2 separate regions of the Gossypium hirsutum genome follow, and region 1 is linked to region 2. The links are chromatin contacts, called in public Hi-C maps. All regions are on one chromosome and are shown on one strand. The core of a region is the stretch at or near the end of the contact, and the rest is flanking DNA. Distances in the headings are between cores, read along the strand shown. Region 1 holds the start of LOC121212217 (probable E3 ubiquitin ligase SUD1). Region 2 holds the start of LOC121212210 (protein DJ-1 homolog C).

What was found. A called contact is a pair of places that touch in the nucleus more often than the background predicts.
Region 1: a Hi-C map of leaf shows a contact between it and region 2, with 1.6 times the contacts expected there. The contact joins the promoter of LOC121212217 here to the promoter of LOC121212210 in region 2. A contact is called at or near these places in 2 of 34 Hi-C or Micro-C datasets (both in leaf).

The regions. Positions count from the first base shown.
Region 1 is chrA13:5,446,271-5,450,183 of Gossypium_hirsutum_v2.1, forward strand. It overlaps LOC121212217 (probable E3 ubiquitin ligase SUD1), which reads left to right and starts at 1,334. Exons shown (of 9, transcript XM_041084600.1): 1 at 1,334-2,013; 2 at 2,993-3,685. The coding sequence starts at 1,648.
Region 2 is chrA13:5,265,626-5,269,572 of Gossypium_hirsutum_v2.1, forward strand. It overlaps LOC121212210 (protein DJ-1 homolog C), which reads right to left and starts at 2,530. Exons shown (of 8, transcript XM_041084574.1): 1 at 2,063-2,530; 2 at 1,477-1,677; 3 at 1,124-1,273; 4 at 863-1,042; 5 at 588-665; 6 at 224-424. The coding sequence starts at 2,311. It overlaps LOC107894273, which reads left to right and starts at 3,200. Exons shown (of 3, transcript XM_016819539.2): 1 at 3,200-3,422; 2 at 3,644-3,719.

The DNA of each region.
Region 1 (3,913 bases), core at 84-2,583, 180 kb after region 2:
AACTCAGTTATGGAAGCCTAATCTATTAGTGAGAGGCATGCATTTTTTAGGAGTAGCATGGGCTTCCATCAAGAAGCACAGATTGACTTTGTAGTTGTGGACCAGTTTGCAGCAGTGTTGCAATGTAAGAGGCTCTCTTGCATTCGATGCTAATCTGATCATGGCTCCATGGTAGGCTGAGTTGGGGCAGCCTGCTTGAACCCTACCAAGTCAGCATCATGCAAATTTAATTTGATTTGTTGCAACTTTAGCTAAATCGTCAGTATGTTGTTGGTTCAGCATTCCGTATTAATGAAAATCGAGTCACCAATCGAGGATCCTTCCTCAAGTGCATTTAACATTGTCTGTTGCAAAGAAGGATCATGATGGCAATCAACTAAGGACGTTTGCCTACGGTGTATTGCTCCGGATCCTATGTTTGGTTCATCTAAGTTTGTCGCTTATTTTGGAGTTAGAAGTGGAATCATAGTCAGTCTGGTCTTCAGCTCCAATTGATAGAATCATCCCTAAATTCATAGCATGTTGTTCATTATTAACAGTTCTTGTGTTGGTCTCATCCATAAGAACAACATTATGGGCAATTTAATCTGGGCTTAAAGGCTAAACTAGGATGTTCTGCCACGTTCCAAACATGGAAGAAGTACTCCATATGGTCGTTTATTTGTGTCTTTGAAATTTGAGTAGAGAACTTTGCAACCTGTCGAGACCCTCCCCTTAACGTGCCCATACGGCTACTTTCAAGTGGTTCCGCTGCTGGACTAGTTCTTCCAGGGTCAAAAATAATTCTTGCATTAGTAAATGATACCTCTCCCTCGGATAAGCCTATCCATGGTTGATTATTTGGAGGCTGAGAGAAATTTTCTTTTATTTAGAATTTGATTTTCCATTAATTGAAATTAAATATGAATTTTTAATATTGAGAATCTTAAATAAAGAAAAGAAAAAGAAACTATTCATGTCGGCTTCCATTTCCATTTCCAAAATTAAATAAAAAAATTGTTTAAAATGATAAAAAAAATAAAATATTTTAAAATTTTTACTATTAATGTTACTATTAGGTACACGTAATAATTTAACGTACAATGACTAATTTATTATTTTTTTGAGTACATAAAGCAAAATACAATCCAACTTTTAGTATAAATTTTTTAATATACTTTTATTAATACTCAAACTAATAACTTGATTGGTAGAAAAATCTAATTAACACGGTATTTTGATATTTCAACTAAAATATTTTAAAATTTTAATTTAAAATATCAAACATAATTCAAGGATTATGTAACATAAAATTGAGTTTATATTCTAAATTCTAAAATAGAAATCAAAGCACATTGAAAGACTTGATATCATATCATGTAACATAATGAAGGTGAGGCAGCTACAACAGAAAAATCTAATGTAGAAACGAAAGAGAAGCCAATGAGAATCTTCCGCGTATACAGAATTCCATTCTTCCGACTAGCCTACATATCCGGAAAATATAAAAAGGAACATTAAAGCGTGAGGGGCAAACTCGTCATCAGAAGGAGTGTTTTTTTTTTTTCAAACCAAACTCGTCTCAACCAAAAAAAAAGGATAACTAAATATAAAATACCATCTTGACTCGGTTCCTCTCCGGCAAACTCACTGGACCAACTCAACACGATGGAGATCGCCCCCGCGGTTCCGCCATCTCATCCCCTGGGCGGTGAAAACCCCGTTTCTTCTACAGACGACGTTTTAGCAGACAGCGGAAAGCCTTCGCCATCAACATCAACATCGTCATCGTTGTCAGAGAAGGATGAAAAAGCGACGTCATCTACGGCGTCAACGGTGTCGTTGGGGGCGGTGGCTTCGAGATATGATCCGGATATGGAGGAAGAAGAGGAAGATGTTTGCAGGATCTGCCGGAACCCGGGAGATGCTGACAATCCGCTTAGGTACCCCTGCGCATGTAGCGGCAGCATCAAATTTGTCCATCAAGATTGCCTTCTTCAGTGGCTTAATCACAGCAATGCTCGCCAATGCGAGGTTAGTGTTTATTTATTTGTAATTATGGTATAAAATTATAGGTATTTTTTTAGAAAAATTAGGTTAGTTTCAGTTAAGGTTTTAGTTCTTTAAAAAATTTAAATTTCATTATTTGGTGTCTGATTTAGCTTTGATTATTGAATGAGCAACAGAGATGATTAATAAATGAAGACAATTTTGGTCTCTTCTTTCAAGTCTTTTTTTCTGATAATTTTTATAATAAAGACTTCCATTCTAGTCGCAAATTTTGAGAGCTCTCCATTGTTGGAGTCTTGAACATTTGAAAAGAAACAACTTTTATTTTTGTGTGTTTTGTATGTGCTATGGTTCTCCAACTCGGTGGTATTTGAAGTTGTGTGGGATTTGAGAAGAAAACATGGTTTTCTGAAGATTTTCATGGGTTTTGAATGATCGGAGAGGTCATTAGCTGCAACTAACTTCTTTAAGTTATAATTGAATAAATACAGGCGGCAATAGTAATTATTGTGGAGCAATCAAGCTTCAGGTTTCTTTTTAATGTTGCTAATGCATGATGATGCAAACTTAGTGCTATCAGAGGTAGTCTTAGACTTTAGGTTCTTCATGCTAAAATGTTGTGCATAAGGTACAAGTGTTTCTATGTTGTACCATATTTTGCGAAGCCACGTGAATGGAGTTTATAGCTTTTGAGGCAGTTAGCAGTTCTAAAGTATTTTCTGTTTCAATGTTGTGGGCATGGTTCTCTTCAATTCTTATTTTGGTATGCAAATTTATGAACTGGCATATCTGAGCTAGTTCTCTATTGCCTCTCCCTCTTTCTCTGTTTATGTTTCAGCCTCCTCTCCCTCTTTTTTTCTTTGAAATAGACTTAATGTAAAAGATCTTATTTTCCATGCGTCTCCCCCCCCCCTCTTGTTAATTTGTTTTCTTAAATATATGTGCTTTGGGTGGTAGATTTGCAGTGCATTTTAGTGCTTTAACTTAGTTGACTTTCTTGCAGGTATGCAAGCATGCGTTTTCTTTCTCCCCTGTGTATGCAGAGAATGCTCCAGCAAGGCTTCCTTTTCAGGAGTTTGTTGTTGGGATGGCGATGAAAGCCTGTCATGTTCTACAGTTCTTCTTGCGTCTTAGTTTTGTGCTTTCAGTTTGGCTCCTAATTATTCCTTTCATTACCTTTTGGATATGGCGCTTGGCATTCGTCAGGAGTTTTGGTGAAGCTCAGAGATTATTCTTAAGCCATATTTCAACCACAATCATTCTTACTGATTGTTTGCATGGGTTCCTACTATCTGCTAGCATTGTGTTTATTTTTCTTGGAGCAACTTCTTTAAGGGATTACTTCCGGCATTTACGAGAGCTTGGAGGACAAGATGCTGATAGAGAAGATGAAGCGGATAGGAATGGTGCTCGTGCTGCTAGGCGACCTGCTGGACAAGCTAATAGGAATTTTGCCGGTGATGCTAATGGTGAAGATGCTGGTGGAGCACAAGGTGCTGGTGGAGCTGGTCAATTGATCAGAAGGAATGCTGAAAATGTGGCTGCTCGTTGGGAAATGCAGGCAGCTCGTCTTGAAGCTCATGTGGAACAGATGTTTGATGGCCTGGATGATGCTGACGGTGCGGAGGATGTACCTTTTGATGAGCTTGTTGGCATGCAGGGTCCTGTTTTTCATTTGGTTGAGAATGCTTTCACTGTAAGTTTCTTTGGTTGTATCAATTTTACTATCCATGCTTAGCTTCTAATCTGTGTTCTTTCACTAATGTTATTTAAGTGCTTGCTTTGCTTGTTTGTTGCGAATATTCTTGGGAACCTTTAGGTGCCGAGACTAGCTTACGGATATATCAGCCTCAAAAACAAAGGGTTATTTGTATGCTTGCATTTATGTGTTTAGCGGCATAGGCTAATGATGCTAATTTGGAGT
Region 2 (3,947 bases), core at 1,280-3,779:
TAACAGTGTTATCTCGAATATTAAGTCAAAGCATGGGAGGATAGTATAAGTACCACGTGGCACATTTTAAAAGTAAAAATACCATATTAAAAATATCTTAAATCCAGAGCCAAATATTGATAAGAAAAGGATACTACATATGGTAAGTCCTTAATCCGTAATTTATATTGAGACAGGATGCATCTAAAACTATTTGTTTTGGAAGGCCTTTGTTTTATCTTACCGGAAGAATAATCAAATCATATATTGACCCTGCGGCATCACCAATTAACTTGTCAGCAATGATTTTTACACCCTGAGATGCCAAAATCTTAACTGATTTTTCAACCGAAGCAACCACAACATCCACCTTTGCTCGACGTAGAATGTCTACAATAGTAACTATTTCGATCTCCTCTGAACCATTTGCAACTGGAACCAGAACCTGCAAAAATATTTCGACAATAAGTACGTAGGGGGAAGAAAAAATGGCTAAAACAAAGATTCCATATCGAACTTGTGATAAAAATACAGAAGAAATTGTTGCAAGCAAAGCCAGAGTATTGGCACAGAGAGAGAGTATCCAACCAAAGCAAGTAATAACTCACTCGAGGAGTGTGACTCACAGCCCAGTCAACTTTGTTGAACTCTTCCTTTCTTGGTTTATCATCAGCAGAATGCATGAACTGGAAAACAGTAATCGTATAAGGTTAAATGCAAGCTTGCCGTCAAGAACTCAGAAGGAAAACAAAATATATAAGCACACATTCTCCCATAAGCACGAATGAATGTGATTCTCTATCATGGTGGATACATGGATCTAAAAAAGAAAGTCCGAAGCATCATAAAGTGGCTTCGTAAACAATGGAGTAAAAGGATTTACCAACAATTCCCCAATCTCCCTAGCAACAGACTCCCCGAAAAGCTGTTCTACCAAGGCCAGGGCAAACAAGAAAGAAGTTCCCGGGCCTTGGCTTGTCGTAAGCTCTCCTGAAACTTGAATATTTGATTTGACAGCCCAGAAGGTCGGAAGCCGGTCAAAGAATGCAGGGTGGCAAGTTGTCTTGAATGGAAAACTACACCAAAATTAGCAATCAAAATACATAGATATGAAACAATGATTTTAATATAAACCGGCACTCACCCGCTTCCTCTTCAAGAGTCCCCAAGGGAGAAGTGTAACAGCTGGAGCAGTAGATATACCTCCATATAGCCTCTTTTCCTCAGCTTGTTTGCTTGTAATCTTCTTCAGAATTTCACAGTCTCTCAGTTGCGCTGATCCAGGCATTCCTCCCTTCAAATAGTATGCAAACGTTAATTGCTACAACAACTATATATTGTACAAAACAATTTACCAAAGAAATATCAGCAAATCCCATGTGTACTGAGGGTTCTTTCCTCTAGGAGAATCTCAATTTCCAAAACATTAATGTGGGAATATGCAGGGCAACATTATATTCTAAGCAAATATGAAGATCAAAGGTTTGAAGAACTAACTGGCAATGCCACGAGATCGAAAACACGGTCAGAACAAGTGGAGATTCTGGTATCAGCAACCAACTTGGTTCCTCCCGATGCATGAACCTCGAGCTGCGGTTCCACTGAGGCCACCGTCACCTCTGCCCCAGCACGGCGTAGAACATCAACCAATATAACAGCTTCCATTTCCTCAGTACCAAATCCAATTGGAACCAAAGCCTATCCATCCACATAAATAATAAGGATCAAAACTTTAAATTTCACACAGCAAAACTAGAAAAAAAATAAAACCCCATTCAAGCTAAATGCTTAACAACGCAAGCAAACTAAGCCCTTTTTCACTCTAAGAAAGTGTAGTGAAAAAGGGTTTTACATATTTTGAGATACAAATAAAATTGCCAAAATATAACAGCATCCATTCCCTCCTTGCCATATCCATCCAACTAGACAAATTAATTAAACCCCATTTAAGCTAAGTCGTAAAAACGCAAGCAAACCGAGCCCTTGCCACTCTTTAAATCTATAGTGAAAAGGGTTTAACCTATTTTGAGATACAAATCAATTGCCAAAAAAACAAATGAAGCATTTGAATGAAAGGAGACACCTTTTTGGTAGAAGCGGCGGTGGGGGAGCTTGCAACAGTGGACGTTGTTGAAGGGGTTGTGGGAACTGTAGAAGTGGAGGCTCTGATGGGTTTTAAAGCCAGTTTTGCGGTTGTTATGGGAAGCTGATAGTCCATGGAAGGGGGGAACCCAAAGGTAGAGCCAGGAAGTGCCATTTGAGGAATCCTTGGAGGAAAGAATAACCTTGTTGGAGGTGATGGTTTCAAAACCAGACACGACAAACTCTCCATTGGAGTTTGTAAAGGAATTACTTGTCCAGCAGCTTGGCCAAACTTTGACAACGAAGATCACTTTGACGCTTTTATCTTATCCAGTGTGCAGTGCACCCACACTGCCAATGTGAACTCAACGGCGTCGTTCTGAGTTATGCCAAATGCAACCATATCTTAGTTATGCCAAATTCAACCATGGTGTAACCATGCGGGAGTTCACAATTTGAATAAAGTGGTGATAAAATTTTTTGTCAAACATTTATTTATTATGAGTTTAAATGACATTACTATTTTTTTTACTATTAATATTATATAAAAAAGTCTAAACATTTAAAATATAATCTCTATTATTTCACTGAAAAATATGTTATTTTAATAAAAAATAAATTAATCAACAGAAAATGATTTATTGCTCAATATAAAATAAGGTCTTTTTACTATAATATGATTTATTGTTTTGATTATAATTGTCTCAAAATTCATAATTATTACGAAGGTTGAAGATTGTAAAAGTAAAACTAGTATTCGAAAAATAGAGTTATTAGTATCCTATCAAAGAACTCTTATACAATTCTATAATTGAGATAAAGAATTGTCAATGTTAACATTAGACTAAAACTTAATAGATTTTAGTTCGTAAATATGATTGAATAAAGTACTTGATTGATTAAAAAAATTTTATTAAATAACTTCATATTACTCAACTTTAATAATTCTTACTTACAACTTAATCATATGATATCATTTATCGACAATAATGTATCGAGTTAGACTCGATCCAAACAATTGTGATAAATTTTAAGTTAAGCAATCTAAAGTTCGAAATTAATTTTTGAATAAAATATATTAAAATTTAAGTTAGAATGTTAATATATTAATTACACCGACCTAGTTGTAGTGCAAAAGAGTATGAAATTCCCCATTGTTCTTTACAAAGACAAAAATCTAGCCGTCCATAAAGCGAGACAAACAACTCTGTACGCATGATTTGTTATGCTTTTTTTAATTTCCTTCCAAATTATTTGAGAATGTCTTTATTAAAACAAAACAAAATCAGTCACTTCTGCAAAAACCCAAATCTATTAGCTGTACTAAGATAGCAGCCACTTCTTCCCACAGCAATGATCTTGTAATTTCTCTCTCCTTTTATTTAAACCTTCTTGATTCTATTGTTTTGTTAGATTTTCTCAATTTTTTATTTTTTCTTTTAATGAATTAAAGATTAACCCATCAAGGAAAAAACCTTCCTTTGTTTTTTTTTTCTCTTGAAACGAACCAAATTTCCTGCTAAATTCTTTTTTGTGGATTTGAAATAAAGATCTCTTTTTTTTTTTTATAAGTAGATATTAGATCTTTTTTGGTTTCAGGATCAGGGTTATTGGTTTTCTGGCGAGAAGGGCTATGGTGTTATGGTCCTGACATAAAGGTACCCCTTTTTTTTTTATCTTTTGTGTTAATCAATGTTCGTTTGTTTATTTTACTTGATTGATTGATTGATCATTGGGTATTTTCCTATTTTGTTTGTGTTGATTTGTATCATGATTTTTTTAACTTCGTTCTAGCTATGGATTTAGTGTTAGAATTTAGGGCTCTGAATGGGATTTATCAATTTCAATTTATAAATATTAGAAGTTAGGGTCATGCTTTAATGGAA